Linked DNA regions of Hordeum vulgare: region 2 is linked to region 1. The links are chromatin contacts, called in public Hi-C maps. All regions are on one chromosome and are shown on one strand. The core of a region is the stretch at or near the end of the contact, and the rest is flanking DNA. Distances in the headings are between cores, read along the strand shown. Region 1 has its middle 220 kb from the start of LOC123446730. Region 2 overlaps LOC123449210 (deoxymugineic acid synthase 1).

What was found. Hi-C and Micro-C count contacts between places; a contact is called where the count stands out from the background.
Region 2: a Hi-C map of seedling shows a contact between it and region 1, with 5 times the contacts expected there. The contact joins two enhancer-like sites. A contact is called at or near these places in 3 of 6 Hi-C or Micro-C datasets (leaf and seedling).

What each region holds. Positions count from the first base shown.
Region 1 is chr4H:513,802,598-513,807,883 of MorexV3_pseudomolecules_assembly, forward strand. No RefSeq gene overlaps it. Among protein-coding and RNA genes, the nearest start is that of LOC123446730, 220 kb to the right of the region's middle. Within about 2 kb of position 1,809, at least 3 of the 3 cell types and tissues checked have open chromatin away from gene starts, as enhancers often do. A contact at or near this core is called in leaf and seedling, where this site is marked.
Region 2 is chr4H:514,079,335-514,084,606 of MorexV3_pseudomolecules_assembly, forward strand. LOC123449210 (deoxymugineic acid synthase 1) reads right to left here. Exons shown (of 3, transcript XM_045126347.1): 2 at 3,862-4,105; 3 at 3,141-3,755. The coding sequence ends at 3,351. Among protein-coding and RNA genes, the nearest start is that of LOC123449210, 18 kb to the right of the region's middle. Within about 2 kb of position 3,612, at least 3 of the 3 cell types and tissues checked have open chromatin away from gene starts, as enhancers often do. A contact at or near this core is called in leaf and seedling, where this site is marked.

The DNA.
Region 1 (5,286 bases), core at 559-3,058:
GTAGTGACCTCGTCTTTGTCCTTGCTCTTTTTGAACACCTCACCTGCCACCTCCTTGAACTCCCTTTACAGGACTTCTAGCTCCGCCATACATTGGCGGTACCGCTAGCAGTTGCGACGGATCTCGCAGGCGAAGCGATAGGACTCGAGTACTGCCACCTGCTCGGGACGTCCATGTCTAGCATGATAGTTGTGCTAATGTTGAGTAGCTCCTCTACTCGCCGGTCCTGGTCGAGGAGGCAGGGGTTGTAGGCCTGGTCGCCCGCGTGAGTTTCTCCTCCATCAGTTGCCTCTACCATTGGCACGTCCACAGGGCCGACCTATGCTGAGCTCGTTCAGTCGGCTGCAATGGTGGGCATCTCCTCCTTCTGTTGGAAGGATAGACCATCCCAAGAGGCTTTGGAGCTCAAGGCGTACATGACGGGTGTGGTGCAGAAAGGAGATAGAGAGGGGAGGAGTGCGACTGTGCTGCCGGCTTGGAGGGTTAAATAGCGGGCATAGGGCATGCCAGGTGCTGAGGTTCTTAATGCTGGGCAGTCGATGGACCGACGTGTGGGGGCTGAAGTAGGTTCCTCGGCAACCGCGTACGCTTAATGAAGGGAGATGAATGGACTGGTGCCGTTTGAATGAGGAGAGATCTAGCGTGCATCGGGAAGCAACGTGACGACGTTCTCGGCCAGCGCGTCGTTTCCATGCCGTCTCCAGTGATAGGTCGCGTCCGTTCTGGACAGATATGAATGCGGCGCTGACGGTCTGAAGAGTCGCTGACCAGCATCAGACAGGAAAGCACACGTGCGAGGAGAAGATTTTTTGGTGGGCCAAGTTAATCAGACGCGAGTGTGACATCGGTTCGAACGCCCGCAAAGCTCCCCGGTTTTGTCTCCGATTTATGGAATAAAGTGCATCTGTATCGGTTGATGGACCGATATGTTGAATGGTAAAACATGCCTATATCACGTGATGAGATAGTTGCAAGTTGTTTAAGGGTAAGCGTTGGAGATGCCCTTATGGCCATTTCATAGGACAAAACAACACATTGTATTCCTATGCACATACAGTAAGGTGAAAAACCGTTCCATCATCTCGCTCCGATTCTCCCACACCAGCGGAATTGGCCACGGCTTTTTCATCACCGCAATGAGTGCTTGTAATTTTTTTACTTCTAGTATTTTTTTGTACTACCTTACTTCTAGTATTTTTTTTGTACTACCTTACAATTAAGGACGAGGATTTATGGCACGCAAATTGCATGTCCATTTTGCCCGATTTTATTTTAGTTTTTGGTTTTTAAAATTAAATATTTTTTAAACAAAAATTCTGAATTAAGTCATGTTTTAATATTCGTGTTTCACTTGACCATTGCCTTCAAATAAGATTCATTTTGAATGTATTTTGCCGGCTTTTCAGAAAATATGTTAAGCTTCAATGTTGAAGCTTAGTACGAGCGATCAATACAAAATAATTATTTTGTGTCTACGACCAATAGAAAAAATTGTTTGAAAATATATCTCTGAAACTGGTTGGTACACGGCAGTTTTAGATAAAAAACCGTAAGTTCCATTGTTGAAACATTTTTCTTTTTTGAAGGGATTTTCTTTTTTACTGCGCTTGCGTGCAGGGTTGAACTACTGTGCAAATCACGAGAAAAAACGAGCAGCGGGGGACTTGGCAGTGAGTGCCCCACAGTCACATGTCCCTGCGCATTTCCGTGACAATTCACAAAGAAAAAGAACCTACTAGCGTAGTGTGACAAGACCCGGGGCACCGGTTTTCCAAACCCTTACCGCCACATGGGCTCCCATCCGTTCGTCTCCTTTTCCTTGGAAAGTTGGTGGACGGTCGCGCTCCAGAGATTGGACTACACCGGCAACCATCAAACCTCATATCTGGGCACCGGCCGAGACGCGAGAAATGTGGGCAAAAGAAGAGGAGGGCAGAGGGAGTGTAGAGAGTGACAGAGGGCAACACGTCGACGAACCCCGTAAATATCCCTGTCAGGACTGCATTTCACGGCCATCGCTTCTTCCTTCTTTTTCCCCTGAAAGCGCTCCCTGCCGGGACCGGGCCAGCTTCGGTCTTGATAAGAGACGCGGATGTGTGGTCATCCGTTGAGAGGGACAACCCACGATAGGGAGACGACAATGAGAATGTTTCCATTTCTGCAAGTGAGGTATAGACGAGAGACGATCGATTGCAACTTGCTAGCCTATGATAAGTACTCCCTCCGTTCGTAAATATAAGTCTTTTAAGATATTTCACTAGAAGTCTACATACGGAGCAAAATGAATGAATCTACACTTTAAAGTATGACTATATACATCCGTATGTAGTCCACTAGTAAAACCTCTAGAAAGACTTATATTTAGGAACGGAGGGAGTATGTAGTACTAGTATGTATGGCTGGTCTTATTTGCTAACCATACACTCGTGATGAGCAAAGATATGATGCTGTTCATTAGGGCATCTTCAACACTATCTTTTAAAATGGGCACACTATTTACCCGTAGATTAGTCTGAGCTCGTCTGCGAACACCATTACGGGAGCCGGCCATCCAACCCCGTTTCCTATACGTCCAACTTTGTCTTTTTTTTAAAATACGCAACAATTAAAGTAATAGTAGAAAATAACACAATGCACTCATAAATAACATGCAAATATCTCTATTATAATAATAGTTTAAATATAAATATTACATCCGAGATAATCGGATGATTTTTTTTTTAAATTCACCGATTCCAAATTCAACGATACTCAAGTTAGAATCTGTGCATGTCGTCTCACGCACAGTGTCTTTTGAGTTTCATCCAACAATGTATATGAAAGTAAATAGCTTGCCCTTAATTTTATGTTACAATACACAACGCGTCCGGGTTGTACAACGTAATGATTATCACGTTGCAACATTGAGTGAATCAATGAATTGATCAACCTGTAAAGCAATAAGAATCAAAAATTTATGATCTACATGGTTGACCAGCCTTGTGGTCACTTAGTCCCAACCTGTGAAACCGCACCGTAGAATTTTATGACGGAGTTGAGGATAATGTATCATTGATGTGCTAGAACCTTCACGCTGTGTTCATGGATCACATGCACGTTGCAGGGTGAAGTGCTTTCACTCTTGAAACGAAGCATGCACGTTTGCTGAAAAGTTCAAGCCCCTTGCCTCATGCCTACAAAATCTGCAGATACGATCTTTCATGCATCGCACATTAATTCATCGTCCATCACCGAGTATCCCGTCATCATGCTTACTCTACAAAACAACAAGAAGGTCAACAAAAAAGCTCAACCACATTTGATCGAACACCTGCCAAGCATGGTGTCCGCCTTGGACGGCGTCGACAGGAGGCGGAGGGTACCTGGTTGCGGACGGATCCTGGGTGAACAACGACTTGTGGGTGGGGGTTGCGGACATCCAACAGTGCCTAGGTGATGGCTGGAGAGGTACGTCGACGACATCAGGCATGGAGCATGCAGATGTAGAGTAAGGCGAAGCAGGGCAGAGTGAAAGAAAAGTTATCCAAAAGGGGGACCGAGTGGGCATGGGGTGGCAGAGGTATGGATGCCCACAAACTTACTCCATGTCCGCATCCGATTTGCGGGATTTTCGACAAGCGGATGCTTATGCGGAAAAATATGGGTCCGTGTTGAACGGTAAATTACATCTGGACAGGTTGGTTCGGAGGTTCGCGAATGTTTCGACGGACGGTCGGAGATTCCATAAGGCTATTTGTTACTTGGTTGAGTGGCTACACATAGCATAAGTCTTATGACGGTCAAAGTTGAAAACTTATCCTTGAATTGTCTGTGACTTTTTATTTTATTCGGGAAACACAAATCTGATGTATAGATTCTTAAAATGGTCACGCAGGTAGAAAATATATTCCAATTTTCTGTAGGTGCATACAATATGTATGGAACCGTTGCGGCGGGGAACTATATTTGTGATATGCCGGCAACAAATAAGACGTCGTGACATCCACATTGCAAGCTAGATTGCTATGTGTTTCTACAAAATTCATTTTGTCTTGTATTCATTTGCAAACATAAAGAAGTTGACCGAAAAAAGAAAAACTATAAGACATGATACAGTTCCTGTGACTTAATTTGAGTGGGTAAACATGATATAATGTTATTCCAATCAAATAGTTAATTGAAGGTTTCTTCAAGGGAAGACTAATATGTTTACATTTCTTAAATGCAACATGGGAAATCCTTTCAATTAATTACGACATGAAAATTTCCCTACAGAAGAAGTTAAACTAGGAAACTTACTCCAATTTGTGGAAACAAAATATGACACGTGATGCGGTTCATGAGTCTTTTGAGAGGATAAACATGATACACTTGTTTCTTTTGTACTCCCAAAGAAATAAAGATGTTTAAATCACTATTTTAGTTATCTAAATGCTTTTATATTCCCTTACAGAGGGAGTAATATGCGAGTTGTCATTGCGTCACTTAAGTAACTTGTGATATGTAGGCAACCAACGGGGCTCTATTACATCCACATCCAAGATTCCTTTGCGTTTACACAAAACTAATTAATTCCACATGGTATGTTGGCGGACTGTGCATAGCTTTTGCAAGATGGGAGTGGGGGTTTTATTTCTCTGTTGATCACCAGGGGTGGCTCAATGATTTGGATTAGCCATGTCCAAAGATCGGAGGGCAAAGATAAGGCGATGGCATCCGGCTCCTGGAAAGAGTTGGCGGTACAAACCCCAGTTTGTCCCTTTCAGCCTTGGCCCATGGCTGGGTGCCGCTGTGTGACAACCCTGCTGATCCAAATCTTCCTTCCAACTGGGCGTGACTCGTGCTGTTTGCCTCCCTTGACACTTTTTGTTTGCACACCTTTGGTGTCTCGTGCGCAATGATGCGTTCTTGTGGCATGAAAGCGATCAGTAGGCTCTGGTATGTGCGTGCTGCAAGCTAGGGGAGATGCATAGTACGCATCTACTATAGATAGCCAGTATAAGATGCTTTACTTAGTCTTGCACATCCTAATCTCCCAAAAATAACACCAATGCCAGGCACTGTCGTACGGGCCTAATAATATAACACCCTGCATGCATGTGCATGCAAGTATGGAGAGTGGCGAACTGAGCGTAGATTTCTTGTGATGGAACCAGCCATCAGGGTTCGCTACTGCTCGTATTTTTTTTAATTTATCTTAGCCTTTCCGACGATGTCGTTCAATGAAACAAGCTGTTTTCGTCGATTATGAGACACATGTGGTTACTTTGTTACTCTTAAGATGTTGTGTCGTTTTAGTATCTTGAA
Region 2 (5,272 bases), core at 2,362-4,861, 280 kb after region 1:
TGAATAGTATGGGTTTGAGAGTTTAATAAGTGTTGTAATATGAGGGGCAGGCTGATGTTGCAATATGAGATGCTCTAAAATTACCCCTATGTGATTGATTCACTTTGATTATGTTAAGCCATGATGCCGCACTTACATCCATTGGAACTTTACAAGAAGGTTTGGGCCTTGGACGTGCTTTGTTGTGCCGTTGATGTTGTTGAGTTTCATAAAAAAAATCAACTTTGTTTTACAATATAAGGTGTATTACTTTTTTGAAAAGACAACTTTTTAAATTTGATCAAATTTGTAGAAAAATATATCAAAATCCATAATATCAAATTGGTATGATTAGATTCATCATGCAATGAATTTCCATACTTTTTGTTTAGTATTGTGGATGTCGATATTTTTTCCTTTGAACTTGCAAAGCTATAGAAATTTGGCTTTCTAAAAAACTAATACCCCTTATATTATTGAACTAATAAAATATTGAGTTTGTCGAGTGATGGAGATGATGGAGTATGTTTTATTTTTTTAATAATTCGATGATCTGGTGGGTCTTTCGTGATGTTTTTATGTGTTATCTGCTAACCAATATATATTTATGTGGAAACATTTCTACATGGGTGGTTGCATATACTATATTGGTGTTGCATTATCACATGGTCACACTTCTTTTTTTTCTAGGTGCTAGGAGGGCACACGGGAATTATATGGTTTTAAAAGGCTAGTTGGTGTTGATTGATTTGAAAATTCGTTGGCCTGGCCAAAATTGTAAACCAAATTTAAAATCAAATACCTCAATTGAATGAAAGAATTTTAAAATTAGAGGACACGGTGAAGTAAAAGACCTAAATAGGAGTGCTCTGGAGAAATTGTTGACCCGGTCAAAATAAAATGATCAATTCTAAATTGAAAACCCCAATTAATTGGGTGGCCTTAGAAATTAGGAAGAATATTGTATAGTATAGCAGAATTGAATGGGAGAGCTTTGAAAAATTATTGACCCGGTCGAAATCGAGTGACCCAATTCCAATTAAAAACATCAATTGAATATGGAGTTTTTAAAACTAGGGAGCATAATAATGTTTCTAGAAGGGTTGGCCACCCTTTGTTGCACCATTGATGTTAGGTTCTAGAAAAAAATCACTTTCTTTCAAAATATCTGGTGTATTATCTTTTTGAAAAGTCAAATCTTCTAAGTTTGATTAAATGTATAGAGAATTATATCAAAATCATAATATCAAATCGGTATGACTAGATTCATCTGAAATGAATTTTCATACTTTTTAGTTTAATATTGTGGATGTCAATATTTTTTCTCTGAACTTGTTCAAAGTTAAAGAAATTTTACTTTCAGAAAACTAATACCCCTTATAATTTGGAACCAATGTCATATTTAGTTTGGCAGGTAGGAAGATGATGGAGTGTGTTTTTTTTGTGTTTATAATACGATGATTTGATGGGTCTTTTATGGTGTTATTATGTGTTATCCGCTAACCAATCTATATATTTATGTGGGAAAATTTCTGCGTCGATGGTTGCATGTACTATAATGATGCTACAATATCACAGCGTGGTGCTTCTTTTGTTTAAGTGATGGAAGGGTGTGCCGATTGATATGTTTTTATAGGTTAGTTAGGTCGGTTGTTGCTAATTGATTTGAAAAAATGTTGGACAAGTCAAGATTGTAAGCCAAATTTAAAATTAAATACCTCAATTAAATGAAATATTAAAAGAATTGAACGGAAGAGCTTGAGCAATTGTTGACCCGGTCAAAACCGGATGATCCAATTCTAAATTGATTACCTCAGTTAATTATGAGATATTTAAAAATTAGGGAGCATGGTGTATAATATAAATGAGTTGAGTGAGAAAGCTTTGGAAAATTGTTGACTCAGTTAAATTTGAGCGATTCAGTTTTAATTGAAGACCTTAATTAAATGTAGGATCTTTAAAATTAAAGAGCATAAGATTACATAGAGGATACAAGATTTTATTTCTCGTCTTCTTTCTCTCGTTTCTCACGCACTTGGCTTACGCTTAGCACCGGCACCGCAACATCTGACTGATCGTGCTGGCCAACTGGCCGCCGAGCAAGAGCTAGCTAAAGGGTTGCGCCCCGCGCGGCACTCCACCGGCATTGTCGGGCTCGGCGGGTTGGCACGACTGCTCGCCAGTAATGGGTTGGCATTGTCGGGCCCGGCGGGTTGGCACGACTGCTCGCCGACAGTGGGCTGGCATTGTCGGGCTCGGCGGGTTGGCACGACTGCTCGTCGGTAGTGGGCTGCTCCATCACCCATTGACGAGCCTGACAAGCAGCGGTTCAGTTGCTCGGTCGGTCATTCATTATCGGGCCCGGCGGGTTGGCACGACGGCTCATCGGCAGTGGGATGCTCCGCCACCCATTATGGCGAGCTTGGCAAGCAGCGGTTCAGTTGCTCGGCCGGTCATGCCCTAGCAAACGGCATGCGGCATACGGCCACGATGAAACCCGCCGCCGCTGCCTCACTTCTGTTTTGGCGAAAATCTAATTTAAACCTTAAACTTGTATTGATCGGGTGGAAAGAACCCCTAAGTTGAAATCCCTATCAATTGCATCCTAAATTATGGAATCCCGGTATAAATTGAACACTGACATCGTGTCAATCGGGATTCATCTGATTGACCAACCCGTTTTAAATTTTTCATTCAAAACAATTTTCAAAGGGCGCACACCCTACTCCTTGCTGGACAGGTCCACTTGAGTTTTATTTTGTTAAAAAAACAAAAAAAAAATACTGCACGGGGTGGCTCCCTTTTAATTTCAGGTGCTTCCTACGTATAAAATAACCTACGGACTTCAGAATGCTTTCGAAAATCCATGAATTTTAATTTTGAAAATCCATTTTCTTGTTTTCAAAATCGTTGCACTTTTCCTAAATCCATGATTATTTTTTCAAAATTCATAAACTTTTTTCTTCATTTTTTTAATTTTCGCAAAAAAAAAATCACGCGTGAAGAGCGAGATGGCCCGACTGGGCTGACCCAGTCTTTTTCGCGCATGCACCTTGCAGCCCAGCCCAATCCTGGTCACGTCAACAATCCTGATTTGACAGGGTGCAATCGACAGAATTTCAACATGGGGTTCGTTTCCCCGAACCTCTGCAGACAGTCAGTACGCATAACGATCCCAATCTCTTTACTCCCTTGGCACATTCGGTACTAGTAGCAAACATCTTCATTCATTCACTGAAACGCAACACATCGTTTTATTGATTTATTCCAAGGGAAATCAGTGCAAAGCTGTCCCCCAATCAACCAGCCATCCATGGCCGAGGATGACAAACGCTGGTACGCCGGCAGGCCAGTCGGTCTCCACAGGCTACTCATATCTCGCCGTCCCAGAGCTCCTCGAGGGACTTGTAAGGCCCGTGGTCGGACACGTAGCGCTTGCCGAGGTTGATCTTGCGCTGCGGGATCTCGGCGATCCTGCGGCGCTCCTCCTCCGTGAGCTCCCAGCCGTCCACGTCCAGGTTCTCCCGCATCCGGGCCTCGTCGAAGCTCTTGACGATGAGGCAGTCCCCCTGCTCGTACACCCACCTCAGGCACACCTGCGCCACGCTCTTGCCCCTGGACGCGGCGATGTCCTGCAGGACGCCGGCGTCCATCACGGCGTCGCTGCCCCAGTGCGTGCCCTTGGCCCCAAGCGGCGAGTAGGCGCACAGCTGGATGCCCTTGCCCCTGCAGAACTCCCTCAGCTTCCTCTGCTGCCACACAGGGTTCACCTCCACCTGCAAAATGACCGGTCACTCACTTCACTTGGTCGTATGATCGATTTGCACTCTTTTCTTTGTAAACAAAACTGATTAGACGTAGTATGTAGGAATGTGTAGCGACCTGATTGACGGCGGGAGGGATGGTGGCGAAGGAGAGGAGGGTGTCGAGCTTCTTGCAGGAGAAATTGGCGACGCCGATGGCCTTGGCGAGGCCCAGCCTATGGCACTCCTCCATGGCCTCCCACACGGCCCGCATGTCGAACGGCACGAAGTCCTCCGCCGTGAAGGGGGCCTTGAACCGCCCGGGCTTCATGGATACCGGCCAGTGGACGAGGTACAGGTCCACGTACTCCATCTGGAGATTCCTGCAGTGTCATTGGCGCGAATGCACCGTCGTTAAGTAACTCCTGTCATAGGCCATCTTTTATTATAACCAAAAGAGTATATTCAGTTTCACGATAGCGCAAAAGTGCATTTGCAATGTTGGGTTCAGTGCCCGTGAGAGTGAGAGAGGCGACCGATGACGCACCACTGGACTGATTTGACCTGAATTTGGAGCTAGCTAACCCTGCTTACTCCAGCTAGTGTCTTCTGGGAATTGCAAAGTTGGCTTTACGCGACAGTGAATTTCTACTGGTTTTCTCGTTTAGGTTGTCAGACCAGATCAGTGCGGTGTGAGAACGATCCGCGCTCGTTGGAACTTGGATCACCTACACCGTTGATGTGTGGGCTCAACTGATATGCCTGAAAGATAGATGCACATGAAAATGGTAATCTTACGGCATCGAGAACCGTGTAGGCGGCTAGGACAAGCGATGGGGTGTTAGCCTGCCTGCCAAAACCCATTTCCCTCCTTCCTAGTGGGGTATTCAAGCAGCAAACTCAACTGGAGCACCCATACCTACCCTGTTTGATAACAGAATATTTTTGGAGTATTCCACGAATACTAAAGTTTTCCTGTATACCGTAGTTTTAATTACCATGAGCTGTTTGGCTATGAGTGAAAACTGTGATATTAAAACTGTAGTATTTACAGAACCACGGTATTTTCACTGTTATAAAAAAAGAACCCTCAACCTCTTTTTTAAAAGCAGAGCACGCGAAAGAAATGCCGCCCTCGTTATCTTCTCGCTCCCTCTAAGTTACAGCCAGCATTTCATCTTTGGGTATCGTTTCCATCGAGGACAAACCAAGAGACAGCAAAGAAGAGAGGAGAGTGGGTATGCTGATCTTTAGGCTGCTCATAGTAGGGAGTAACATATAGTAGTATCATGCATATATTATTATTGTATGACACTACCTTTATAGTACATAGTATCATAAACTAGTATCATAGTTGATCTCATTTATTGACATGCATGACACATAGTAGCATAACATTTAACATGATACGGTATCTACTCCCTCCGTCTCGGTGCATTAGGCATTTTAGGAGATGCACTGCAACCTAGGCACGCATAGATTGGGTAGGAGAAGAAAATTAAATTGCAGAGGAAACCAATCACACCATTCCTTTCTCAACTGAAAACGTG